3 separate regions of the Zea mays genome follow, and all the other regions are linked to region 2. Evidence: chromatin contacts called from public Hi-C data. All regions are on one chromosome and are shown on one strand. The core of a region is the stretch at or near the end of the contact, and the rest is flanking DNA. Distances in the headings are between cores, read along the strand shown. Region 1 holds the start of LOC100217309. Region 2 holds the start of LOC103644203. Region 3 holds the start of LOC100280943 (50S ribosomal protein L4-like).

The links. Hi-C and Micro-C count contacts between places; a contact is called where the count stands out from the background.
Region 1: a contact with region 2 is called in a Hi-C map of ear, with 4 times the contacts expected there. The contact joins the promoter of LOC100217309 here to the promoter of LOC103644203 in region 2. A contact is called at or near these places in 4 of 25 Hi-C or Micro-C datasets (ear, leaf and tassel).
Region 3: a Hi-C map of ear shows a contact between it and region 2, with 2.3 times the contacts expected there. The contact joins the promoter of LOC100280943 here to the promoter of LOC103644203 in region 2. A contact is called at or near these places in 4 of 25 Hi-C or Micro-C datasets (ear, endosperm, leaf and 1 more).

Annotation. Positions count from the first base shown.
Region 1 is chr1:297,131,451-297,135,110 of Zm-B73-REFERENCE-NAM-5.0, forward strand. It overlaps LOC100217309, which reads right to left and starts at 1,317. Exons shown (of 8, transcript NM_001152891.2): 1 at 701-1,317; 2 at 205-300; 3 at 14-88. The coding sequence starts at 898. It overlaps LOC100194266 (putative acyl-activating enzyme 18 peroxisomal), which reads right to left. Exons shown (of 14, transcript NM_001359438.1): 13 at 3,658-3,660; 14 at 3,206-3,546. The coding sequence ends at 3,433.
Region 2 is chr1:296,858,557-296,862,260 of Zm-B73-REFERENCE-NAM-5.0, forward strand. It overlaps LOC103644203, which reads right to left and starts at 2,015. Exons shown (of 4, transcript XM_020544537.1): 1 at 1,910-2,015. The coding sequence starts at 2,015. It overlaps LOC100273401, which reads left to right and starts at 1,922. Exons shown (of 1, transcript NM_001147838.2): 1 at 1,922-2,827. The coding sequence starts at 2,014. The coding sequence ends at 2,700.
Region 3 is chr1:296,579,236-296,583,200 of Zm-B73-REFERENCE-NAM-5.0, forward strand. LOC100280943 (50S ribosomal protein L4-like) reads right to left here and starts at 1,795. Exons shown (of 7, transcript NM_001374362.1): 1 at 1,628-1,795; 2 at 317-434; 3 at 1-32. The coding sequence starts at 1,738.

The DNA.
Region 1 (3,660 bases), core at 67-2,566, 270 kb after region 2:
ACAGATGACAAACCTTGACAGAGTTGCCGAGGTAGTCACAGAAAGCCATGAGGAGGGTCATCTGCCTAGCCAGCCTGCCGTGTCCACTCTACACAGTATTGTTTTTTAAAAAAAAAAAATCAGAATCAAATAGAATTGTTACAGAAAATAAAGAAAGCAAGGCAATCAAATCAGTGGCCATGGGCCACGGGACAGAAGACATACCCAGAAGAGGAGAGGGAGGAATCCCGTGTAGAAGGGCACGGAGACAACGCATGACAGCACAGAGAAGATATTGTCCAGCAACTTGTGCTCCAGCCTCTGCAATGGTTCAACACTTGAGAAACACCGGAGATACGTAAATCTACAAAACTAAGACACCGGAGTATTTACAGGAGACCAAAACTTTTATATTGGTTTTACTGGCTAAGGCTAATTGATAATCCATTCAAGTTAGATGTAAGAGAATGGAACCGAAGCCGAGTTCATCTTAAATTAATCGACCGGCCCTTGCTACAAAGCTGCCGGTCCTATAGACACCAAGGACGCGACGGCCAAGCAAAAAGGCTGGCATCAATCATGCGATTACAGCAGGTATAGATTCAACAATTCGAAGCATTGTAATGCAGTTAATTTGTTCGTCGGAGAAAATAGAAATGAGTAGAAAGTACGTAACCGTAGTCCGTAGAGGAGGGGAGAGATTGACGCGGAGGGGACGGACCTGGAACCTGAGAATGGCCGCCGTCTCGGCGTGCACCCGGCGCGTGACCCACGGCTGGACGAGCGCGCGCGCCCGGCGCGTGAGGTCGTAGAAGGAGGCCGCCCACACCCAGCCGGCCACCGCCGACAGCGCCGCCGCCTGCCACCTGGTCAGGCCCGCGCCAGCGCCGAAGCCTACGACCGCCGCCGCCGCTTCCATGTCCGAATTCCAGACGCCGGCGTCTGGCTCCTCTCGGTCCGGGGCACAGGGACAGGATCTCCGCGCCGCAGAGTGTGGAGGAGGAGGGGCTCGCTGGTACCGCGGCGCCCGCGGGCGGACCCTTGTAGCGGGGAGGCGCAGGCCGAGGCGGACGGGGTCGTCGGGATCGCGGGGGGAGCTGGACCTGGAACGCTGGACGCGACGGGGGAGGTGCCGAGGAGGACGAGGTGGAGGTGGTGGCGTTGGCCCGTTTCGTTGTTGCCGGCCGCCGCCCGCTCTGGACCGCGGCTCTGGGTCTCGGGGACTTTCTTTCTTCTTGATCCGTGGTAGTTTCGGTTTCGTTGTTGCGCTCGCTTATTGTTTGAGGAAAAGAAAACACGCTTGTGCGTTCGGCATTCGAGTGCCAGATTTTCGCTCCCAGAAATTGGCAAGAATTGAACTGTATATGTGAATCTGTTGCACTTCAAAACCTGCACATGTTTGCAATTTAGAAGCTTGATTGAGAGGTTCAGATACTGTTCTGCATAGGGCTGGAGCCGCCGGCTGGGTCATATAGTAAGCTCGGAGACTAGACTCGGCTCAAGGTTGTTCAGGCTCGCATGCCTGCTCGCGAGTTGTCACACCAAATCCAATTCAAAATATAAAATTGTATATTTTTATTATATATAAAATAAAAATATGTACAGAAAATTAGAAATATATTTTAAACTATATATAGCATTAAATTTATAAAAAAATAAGAAAATAAATAAATAACATAATAATGTAATAATAATGTAATAGTGTTATAATATGACACTACATGATATAGTAGGCACGCGAGCTGGCTCAGCTCGTTATTTGAGCGAGTTACAAAACTAGGCTTGTCGCAGGCTTGTGAGCCTCTTCAAGGTAAGCCTGAGAGGCGGCTTGCGAGTCTCAAGCTCTTTTTCCGGGCTTAGTTTTGCACAAGAAAAAAAATGGAAAATGAAAAAAAAAACAGTGCGCTGTGTGCGTCTTGTGCAGTAATGTTGACTCCGTCGTCTCTCTGATGTACATGCCGAAGAATTTCTGTCAAGTCTCCCATTCGTCAATTGAGGCGTGCTGCTAGTAGGGGGAAAATTGCCTGGCCATTTGCGTGTTAAGTTTGCTTGACTCCCGGTCACGAGAATGACTGGTTGTTATGGATTTTGGATGGCGTAGGTAGATGCAGATGCGCATTTCTTTGTAGAAGAAGAGTATACGGGCCAGTACTACTTCTTTTGCTGGAAAGGGTCGGGCGGGCGTTATGATTTTGTGATGACGTAAGGGATGCAAATGCCATTTTCGTTTGGGTGTACGTAGGAGTACGCTGCAGGACTAGAGGTCTAGAGAAGAAATTGCCCGCGTACCCGGGTGCTTGGTTGACTAATTCTTAGTCCCTACAGTTTTATTACATTTTAGTTTCATGACGTTGCTTCTAAGACTATTATGACATAAAGTTTCATTATATAGTTTTATAGACATTTAAATTTATGACTCACACGTGGTTGGTAACCATGTCACGAATGTTTCATCTAAATGAAGCTCATTCTCCTTCATTCTCTTCTTAAATACACTGTTATATCATAAAAAATGCATACACAACAATTTATTCAGCACAAATAGAATTTACATGATTTATTTAGTACAAATGAAATTTACACACGACGTCCACTGAGACTGACCAAAATAACTGCAGGATAAGTATGGGTAGCAAATAAGTAATTGGACATGCATTTTTTTCTTTTTTTTTCAAGAAATACGATATGTTTGAAGATCACTAGTTAGTGAAAGAAAAACACTGACCAAAACAATCCTATCTACTGTATCATCAGTGTTTTATGCCTATGGAAATGAGCAGCCACTGTGAATGATACCAGCGGCAGCCGAACCCTCTCCCTAACATTACGGACGGGGCTTTCTGCGTTGGTTGGCTAGCTACCTGCCCCACCCAACGCTTCCTACAGCTAGGATGGTTGCCTGGCTGACAGTGACAGTTGTTTGATAGTCACTTAATCCTGCATCTTCCAAGACAGTAGCTACGAGTTGCTCCTTGGACACGCCATGCGTGTTCTGATAAACATGTTAGAGAAGAAGGGCTCACAGCAGCTCTGCATTCCAGAACCTATATCCTCTCACATGTCACAAACGAGGTTAACTAGGTGATAGACGTTCAAACAGTACGATACAACGAAGCACTGACTCCCACTTGTCTCGCAAGATAAAAAAAAATCGCAGCAAATGATTCGATGCAATTACCACCGATTGGTACATACTAAGTGACACAACTATGCATGCGCCTAGTTTGTTCATCAGCACTGTAACGATCAGATAAAATGTACAGACCTTTACAAACGTTCTCTGGACTACGGTTCCCTTTTCAAAAGGACAACCAGATTTGAAGTTTTACAGGGGCGGGGGGAATTTGTAGGATCATCTTGGTATGCTTCCTTCATTGAAGCAGTGCTTTATTGAAATGGAACAAGAAAATCGATAGCTTTGATGCTGAAACAAAGGCAGAACAGTCTCAAAGGTCATAGCTTGCTGCGATTTGAGAGTTCCTGCGCGAGCTGATCCCTCAGAACCCTTCTCAGCAGCTTGTTCGAAGCCGTTCTCGGGAACTCAGCGACGACTTTGACATAGCTCACCTGTATGTAAAGGATCAATTGATGGTTCCAGTGGTACACATGTTCGTCAGATCATTTGACGTCAGTGGGGGGGGGGGGGGGGCAGAAAGGGGAAGAAGGTCGTATGTATACCTT
Region 2 (3,704 bases), core at 765-3,264:
ACAACGCTAACTTTTCAGCGTCCTGAATGATGGCATGTCTTGAATGCGAGAAATACCTCTGATACTAAGATCTTGCTCTGACTGAACCCGAGTGGACTTCAGAACCTCCTAATAATATGGACATAAATTAATCAACTCAAAGTAGATAATGACATGGGAAACCACCACTACCGTGCATAAAATGTTGTCCTAATGAAGAATGCTCACATTGAATTCCATATATAACTAGCTCGCCTTGCAAGCCATTGAGAGTCAAGCATCTGTAACACTACACAGAAAAGTTCATCGAAGCCACATTGTCATCATCGAGTAGTTGAACAGAGTGAACACTAGCTTTTGTTCTCATTTTTTCCCATAGAAGCGTAAAAGGTAAAATTTCATTGTCCATGGATTGTCTGCTTTAGAATTTTAATCCAAAGGCAGTGCGAAGGAGAAAGGATCTGAATGATACTGAAATGTTTAGCCATTGCATTCAGTGACCTAACTGTAAATCCAGCATTTGAACTAATATAAATGATTGAAATGTTCTACCACTGTGTCCAGTTGTCTGTTCAGATAATTGTGTCACTTCTATACATGTCTACATATTTTGTTGTTCCTATATGAATGCTCTAAAATATGTAAAACATCGACTGCTCGCGCGAGACACGAGCTAAGTTACTAGTTGTATATATGCCCAGGCCAAGAAAATCCTCGAAGCTGGGTTTGTTCTGAGACTTTTGGGCCGGGCCACTCGACGGTGAAGTCCCAAAGGTGTGCCGTGTGTAAACTGTAAAGTGCTAGCTGCTGCGCGGGCGCCGACTTTTACTGCTCTTTCACTTTACTGGTTGCATCATGCAGGGACTTCGCGTTGATTCATCTTCCATTGGATGGGAGACGAAAGTTCGCATGCCTCTTCCATGGCCGACCAGGTCTCCACCAAACCACAGAACTTGCAAGCCAAGACGTACTCCGTCCGTCATCGCTGGCGATACGATGATTGCCGGACCCCGGCCCGTCGTCATAGAGCACTCGGGGTCACGATCCGACGGCCAGGATCAGCTGGCCCATCGCAACTTAACGGAACGCTAGGATTAGGGATGACAACCGGTTTGAAACACGCGGTCAGAGAGTTTTAAAACTCGTATCCCCGGGTTTAACTTACACACGTATCTATTATCCGCGGCAGATACAATATGCTACATATACCAATGACATGTGAATGCCACAAACCCATGAATATACCCACACACATAATTATACATATATATATATGTATCATTTTTATATATATTTATGTGTATATATGTAATTATATATGTGTGTATATATTATGTACATACATGCTTATATATATATATATATATATATATATATATATATATATATATATATATATATATATATATATATATATATTGCGGGTAAACGGATTTGTGGGAACAGGTATAGCATTTTTATACCCGTGAGAAAAAATCTGTCGGATTGAGAATCAAACCTGCACCCACGTGGATATAAACTCATACTTAGGACTAGTTTGGGAACGCTATTTTTCTGAAGGATTTCTATTTTTCTATGAGAAATTAGTTCATTTTTTCTTGAGAAAATGAAAATCCCTTGGAAAAATGTAGTTCCCAAACTAGCCATTAAACTCATACCCTATATGATTTTTACCGGTGGGCACGAGCGTTGCCATCCCTAGGATGTGGACGTACCATGGTCAAGCCACCTACTACAACTTGACAATGGCAACCATGGCACTGCAAGGAAATATCGCACACGGCTTGTGGATGTCTCGGTCACAAAGTCAACCTGGACAGGGGCAGCCTTTGAACCCTTCAATTCCTTGGCGTTTGTATCGCACGTCCTCTTCACGCGCGCGCGCACCACACATACACTTGCTCCGGTTTATATAGCCATGGCAGCATACCTCCAAAACGCCAATCGAAGCTCAGCACGATCATCGACAGACACACATATCGATCGATCGTGTCACGCCAGCAGAGCACGAGCACGGTGCTCCAATCCAGAGCCATGTCGAAGCCAGCGTCGTCTTCGTTCCTCCTCCTGCTGCTGTCGGCGACGCTGCTCGCCACCGTCTGCCGCGCCGACCCGGACCCGGTGCAGGACTTCTGCGTGGCCGTGGCGCCGGGCGGCCACAACAACGCGTCCTCCTCCTCCAGCACCTACCCGGGCTTCCCGTGCAAGCCGGCGTCGACGGTGGTCTCGGACGACTTCTTCTTCGCGGCGCACGCGGGCGGCGCGAGCACGGACAACCCGATGGGCGCGGGCGTGACGCCGGGCAACGTGGAGGCGTTCCCGGGGCTCAACACGCTGGGCCTGTCCATCAACCGCGTCGACCTCGCCCCCGGCGGCGTCAACCCGCTGCACACCCACCCGCGGTCCGCCGAGCTGGTGCACGTGGAGGCCGGCGAGATGCTGGTCGGCTTCGTCAGCACGGAGGGCAGGTTCTACTCCAAGGTGGTGCGCGCCGGGGAGAGCTTCGTCATCCCGCGCGGGATGGTCCACTTCCAGTACAACGTCGGCAAAGGCGCCGCGCGCGCCATGACCGTCTTCAACAGCCAGCTGCCCGGCGTCGTGCTCGCCGCGCAGACCCTGTTCGGGGCCGACCCGGAGATCCCTGACGACGTCCTGGCCAAGAGCTTCCAGGTGGACGCCGACACCATCAAGCTCCTCAAGTCCAAGTTCCAGAAAGGATAGCGCGCGCGGCCGACCTGCTCGCTAGATTTGCAATTTCCTTACAGTTTTGTTTCATCAGTACATAACTAATGTTGTTTCGCATTATTAAATAATTTTATTTGATCAATAATAAAGTTGTGTGATTTAGCCACAACACGAGGTAAACATGTATAAATTTACTGTACACAACAGCAATTTCCGTAACTTGCGTCGTGCATAGGCCCACGAAAATTAGACTTACCTCATATAATTAGCTATTTTTTATGGTAATACCCAAATTTCGCTGTTGAATAGGTGTTGTCATATCTTGATGATATTGGAAGTTATAACATTCCATAGGCTTTTGTCTCGTAATCAAGCTCGTGTGCTCTATAGAAGAATTCGGAGTTACTTCGACTAGCTGACCGGGCATCCCATATGAACACCCCTAATCGCATTATAGCACTTGGGGTAACTAATGAAAATAGTTTTACATACTTCCTCAATACTTACAAAAACATTGGTTGCACTAGAAAGTGAAGCCCTTCCTAGAAGAAGCTCTTATACACAACAATTGTCTCTCCATGGCTATGGTGTCTCGTTGTTACCGCCAAGGCGGCTAAGCTTAAAATTGTCTATATATTCAAGCTTCACATACACCTTCTGGTCCCCATCTTTTACCACTGATTTCCCAATATCTAAATGACTCGATGCCTGGGCCTTAGGGCACTTTCATCATCCTCGGCGTCCTCTTCGACGCCAGGCTCTTCATTGTTAGGTTGGGTTCCTCAAACCATGCTTTCCTTCTTTACGACTCGTGTTGGGCTGTCAACAACTTCTTCCACATGATTCTCCTCCTCAATGGTGCTACTTACATTGTCTCGCTGGAGAGCTTCATAGGAAGTGGGAATAGGAACCGAAGTGGTCATACGAATGTGAGCCATATTAGAAAATCTTGAAATGAAGCTAAATGTCAAAGTGCTCGAATTTGAAATAAGTGAAAAAATTGGAGCTGGAGGAATGTCATGCAGAACTCGACACCTCTC
Region 3 (3,965 bases), core at 545-3,044, 280 kb before region 2:
TGTGACCCTAGCTACCAGGTCTTCATACTGCCCTGCAATATTATAACAAGCCAGAGGAATTAAAATCCAGCATATTCTTAATTCAAAATAAAATCAACATTATTCATAAATAATTGCAATACTGCAGAAGTGAAGTTTCATTCATGAATTTTGGTCTGGTTAGATAAGAAACAGTAACCAAAGCTTTAGCTGGCAAAAGATAAAATGGTAAGTCATATGATATATCATTTGTCGTTAAAAGAAAATTCAGAAGACTAGTGTTGAGACAAATCCACTAAAATGGTGATTTGAAATTAGTCCATAGGGGAGAACTCACCAAGCTCCCGATCTGGTGTCCACACAGTCCTGCTAGAAAGGAGTTCTGGTGGAATCAACACTTCATTTGGTGGAGCCAAAAGAGTAGAATACCCATTGAAAAAGAAACCTGGCAGATTCTGGAAATGGAACAAGTATTTAAAACAAAAGGTCAATGCAGAACTCACGTGCAATCAAATATACAAAAAACACATTTTCAAACAGAGAAAGGATAAAGATTTCTTAACAGATGATTGGGTGCAACAAGTTAGATCTTGGCAAAAATATAATAAAACTTCTATGTTGAAATCTTGATACCCAAAATGCTAACAGGACAAATATGATTTATGCATTCCTGTCAAATAAGTTAATGAAAAAAACTACAGAAGATTGGAGGATGTAATAGTTGTAGCTTTCCAGCGCATGTTTCAAAGCAAGGCTGTCGCCATTTCCGTTAACAAGAACGAAATAAAACAGGTTTGGGTTCAGCAAAGCAAAAGGAAAAACAGGAACAGAAAGACAATGAGCAGAGCAAGTTTTAGGGGGCAGGTAAAGCATCTGTCATCACATGTAATCCACTAATCCAAGATATATTCAGATATAAAGTTTGATAATAAAGCCAGATGTAAAATATCTTGTCCCCGAAGGCCTTGTTGAATGGCAACTGAATGCAGCATGAGGTAAACAGACAAATTTACAGGACTAGCCGCACAAGTAACGGAATGAATGGAAGAAGCAATTGGATTAATGTTCAACTGAAAAACAGGATTGCCACCTATTACCACAACTAATGTAGCAAATTCGTAGCTGGATGTGCTAGATGTTTCTCAAGCAAGGCACCAGACACAAAATTGACACCTGTGTGTGTGCGCGTGCTTAGATTGAAAAGGGACTATACTTTCGCTTCCCATCACAAGCCTTGGCATTGAGCGATCCTTGTAAATACGCAAACTAGCACAATCCTCAAGAGTGAACATAATTGCAGTTGAGTGAAATCATCAGATGTTTGCTAAACCACTAGATTTCAATCAAGCTTGAATACTCTTTTTTTTTCCTACGAATCAGGATTCAGGCAAGTGGATGAGCAATGCTGCACCTAAACCACAACTCCAGCCTGAAGCAGGCCCATTTCCCATTCTACAAGAGACCAAGCATCCGAACGCAAGAGCAGCTGCTGCTTAACACTTGCCCACAAACAGTCGCGGCTCCGGCCCACCCGAATCCCTCTGGATTCTAGAACCACCTAGATTTGTTAATCCCTTTTGTCGAATCAGTCGAGTGGGTTTGCGATACGCCGCACCGAGGACATGGGGAAGGAGGGAGGGGTCCAGACCTTCACGAGGCAAGGGCCTACGTTCCGCGGCGGATGGTACAGCGACGCCGTAGTAGGCGCGGACCCCGCGGCGCGGCGGAGCAGCGACGCGGCGCGCGCGAGGGCCCGCATCGGGTGGGGAGAGGAGGGGCACGCGGCGGCTGGAGTTGAGCCGGCGGACTGGCGGCGGAAGGGAGCGCGGAGCCACGCACACCGATCCGCGTGGGCTGTCCCTCCCTTTTGCTTGTTCGCTTGGGCCTTTCAGCAACAGCACGCGCTCAAGCCCACACAGACTACGGCCTGCTCCCGGGCCGCGGCGCCACATGTTCATGTAGGACCGCTCGGTCGAGATGGGTGGGCCGATAGCTGCCGGTCTAGGTCTATGCCATTACGTTACGTCGTTGTTGCAGCACCGTTTACACCATAGAGTTTGGAGTAGAAGATGAAATATAAGGGTATGTACAGCGTTGTTTAACACGGCGTGTCTTATACCGTGTCTAGGGAGGTAACTGTAAAATTTCCGAAGACTCGATCCTTGGCGAAGCCACCGTTCCTCGCGCATGGCTCGAGGCAAAGATACGATGTTGTCGCTTCGTTGTACAACGCTGGTCGTCTCTTCGGCATTCGGTGCTCCCGTTCATCTGTTTGGTCATCACTTTTGCATCACTAGTCTCATCCATCCGTTTTGCCATGAATAAAAAAAAACAGGTTCTCCCGTTCGTCACCCGGCCGTCGCCGCCGCCATCCCTTCCGGCTCCACGTCCAACTGCCGTTACCCCTCTCTTCCAGATGCCCTCCCCCACCGCGAGATTCCCCATTCACGTTCCCCTTGCTGCTGGCAACAACATCCCCTCCCGAACCCCCTCCCCCGCCGGCACACACTTCACTATCCTCTGATTAGTGAAGTATGGCAACGATACGATGGACATTAGATCAATCATATATGTATATTTCATATTGCAAAATTTATCAGCTATGTGATACATTTATGTTGAAACCTCTATGTGATACATCTAATTATTGGTTTTAATTATTATCTGTGTCTGAATGCATTTTCACTCTCCTCTGATGCATTTTCATCAGCCTCTGCCCTCTGCAGACCTCTGGGCTCTCTCGTTACCTTAATTTTCTGCACCTGAATGTGAACTGTAACATCATTTCTTTTCCCACAACATGCCAAAGCAACTTCTCTAGTTCACCCCTTTGATTTTACCATATCTGCATCTCAAGCGCTACTCTGAAAATACTGTAGCATTCTGAAACTGTTGTCTAGATCCTCATCAGTTTATTCAGCAAAGTGAGTAATTCAGTTTGAGGTTCGGAGGTTCAGTTTGTTCAGCAATGCGCTACTCTGAACAGCAGTATAAAGTCAGAAAACAACGGTGTGAACCTGCAGTGTATACAAGTGCACAATGGATCAGTCACCATTTAATACGATGAATTTGAAACATTAATTAAGATGTAAGATTTTAGATATGTCTTTTTGTACTGAACTGTGTCTTAGGTGTGTTTTATACTTGGAGGACCGTGCCGTGGTATCTATATTGTACATGTCCTAAAAGCTGCTGGAGATAACTTTATTATGAAAAACTTGGACATGATATATGTTCCGAAGAACCTGCTGTCAATGCAACTATGGAAAAGCTTTACAAGAACATTGCTAGAATGGCAAAAATTTAGTTCGTTTTGTGCCCTACGAACAAGGAAGGGACGGAAGGTTTAAGACGGCGGCAGCAATAAACTCAAATAGGGATGGAAACGAGCTGAGCCGAGCCCGACGCGGCTTGGTGCAGCTACGAGGCGAGCTAGGCTCGGCTCGGTTATGTTGCAGCTTGACTGAGAGAATCGGCTCGGTAACGGCTCGCGAGACTCACACTAAATCATGTTTAGAGTATAAATTATATATTTTTTATTATATATAAAATAAAAAATTATGTATAATATTTTTTTAGACTACAATATAAGTGTATCACGTATCAAATTCAAGAAATTTAATAAAATAGTTCAAAACATAATAATAATAATATAGTATAATAGTATATTTGACGTTGTTAGCTCAGTTCTCGCAGTTCTGACGAGCCGAAGAAACAACTCGGCTCGGGCTAATTTTGGCTCGCTAGCTGGCTCGGTTCGAGACGAAGCTCACCGAGGCCGAGCCAAATTTCCACCCCTACACTCAAATTAGCTTGTCGGCGCTCGCCGCCAAGGATGCACACCACAATCGGAAGCAGCGCTAGCGCCGCTGAAGTAGTAGGTCTTGAACCCGACGAGGCGTCGATGTATGGGTTCACTGTACTATCGCCGTCACCCGCCAGCCAGACTCCCGAAGACGCGAGCTGGGGCCGCGTCGTTGCCAAGG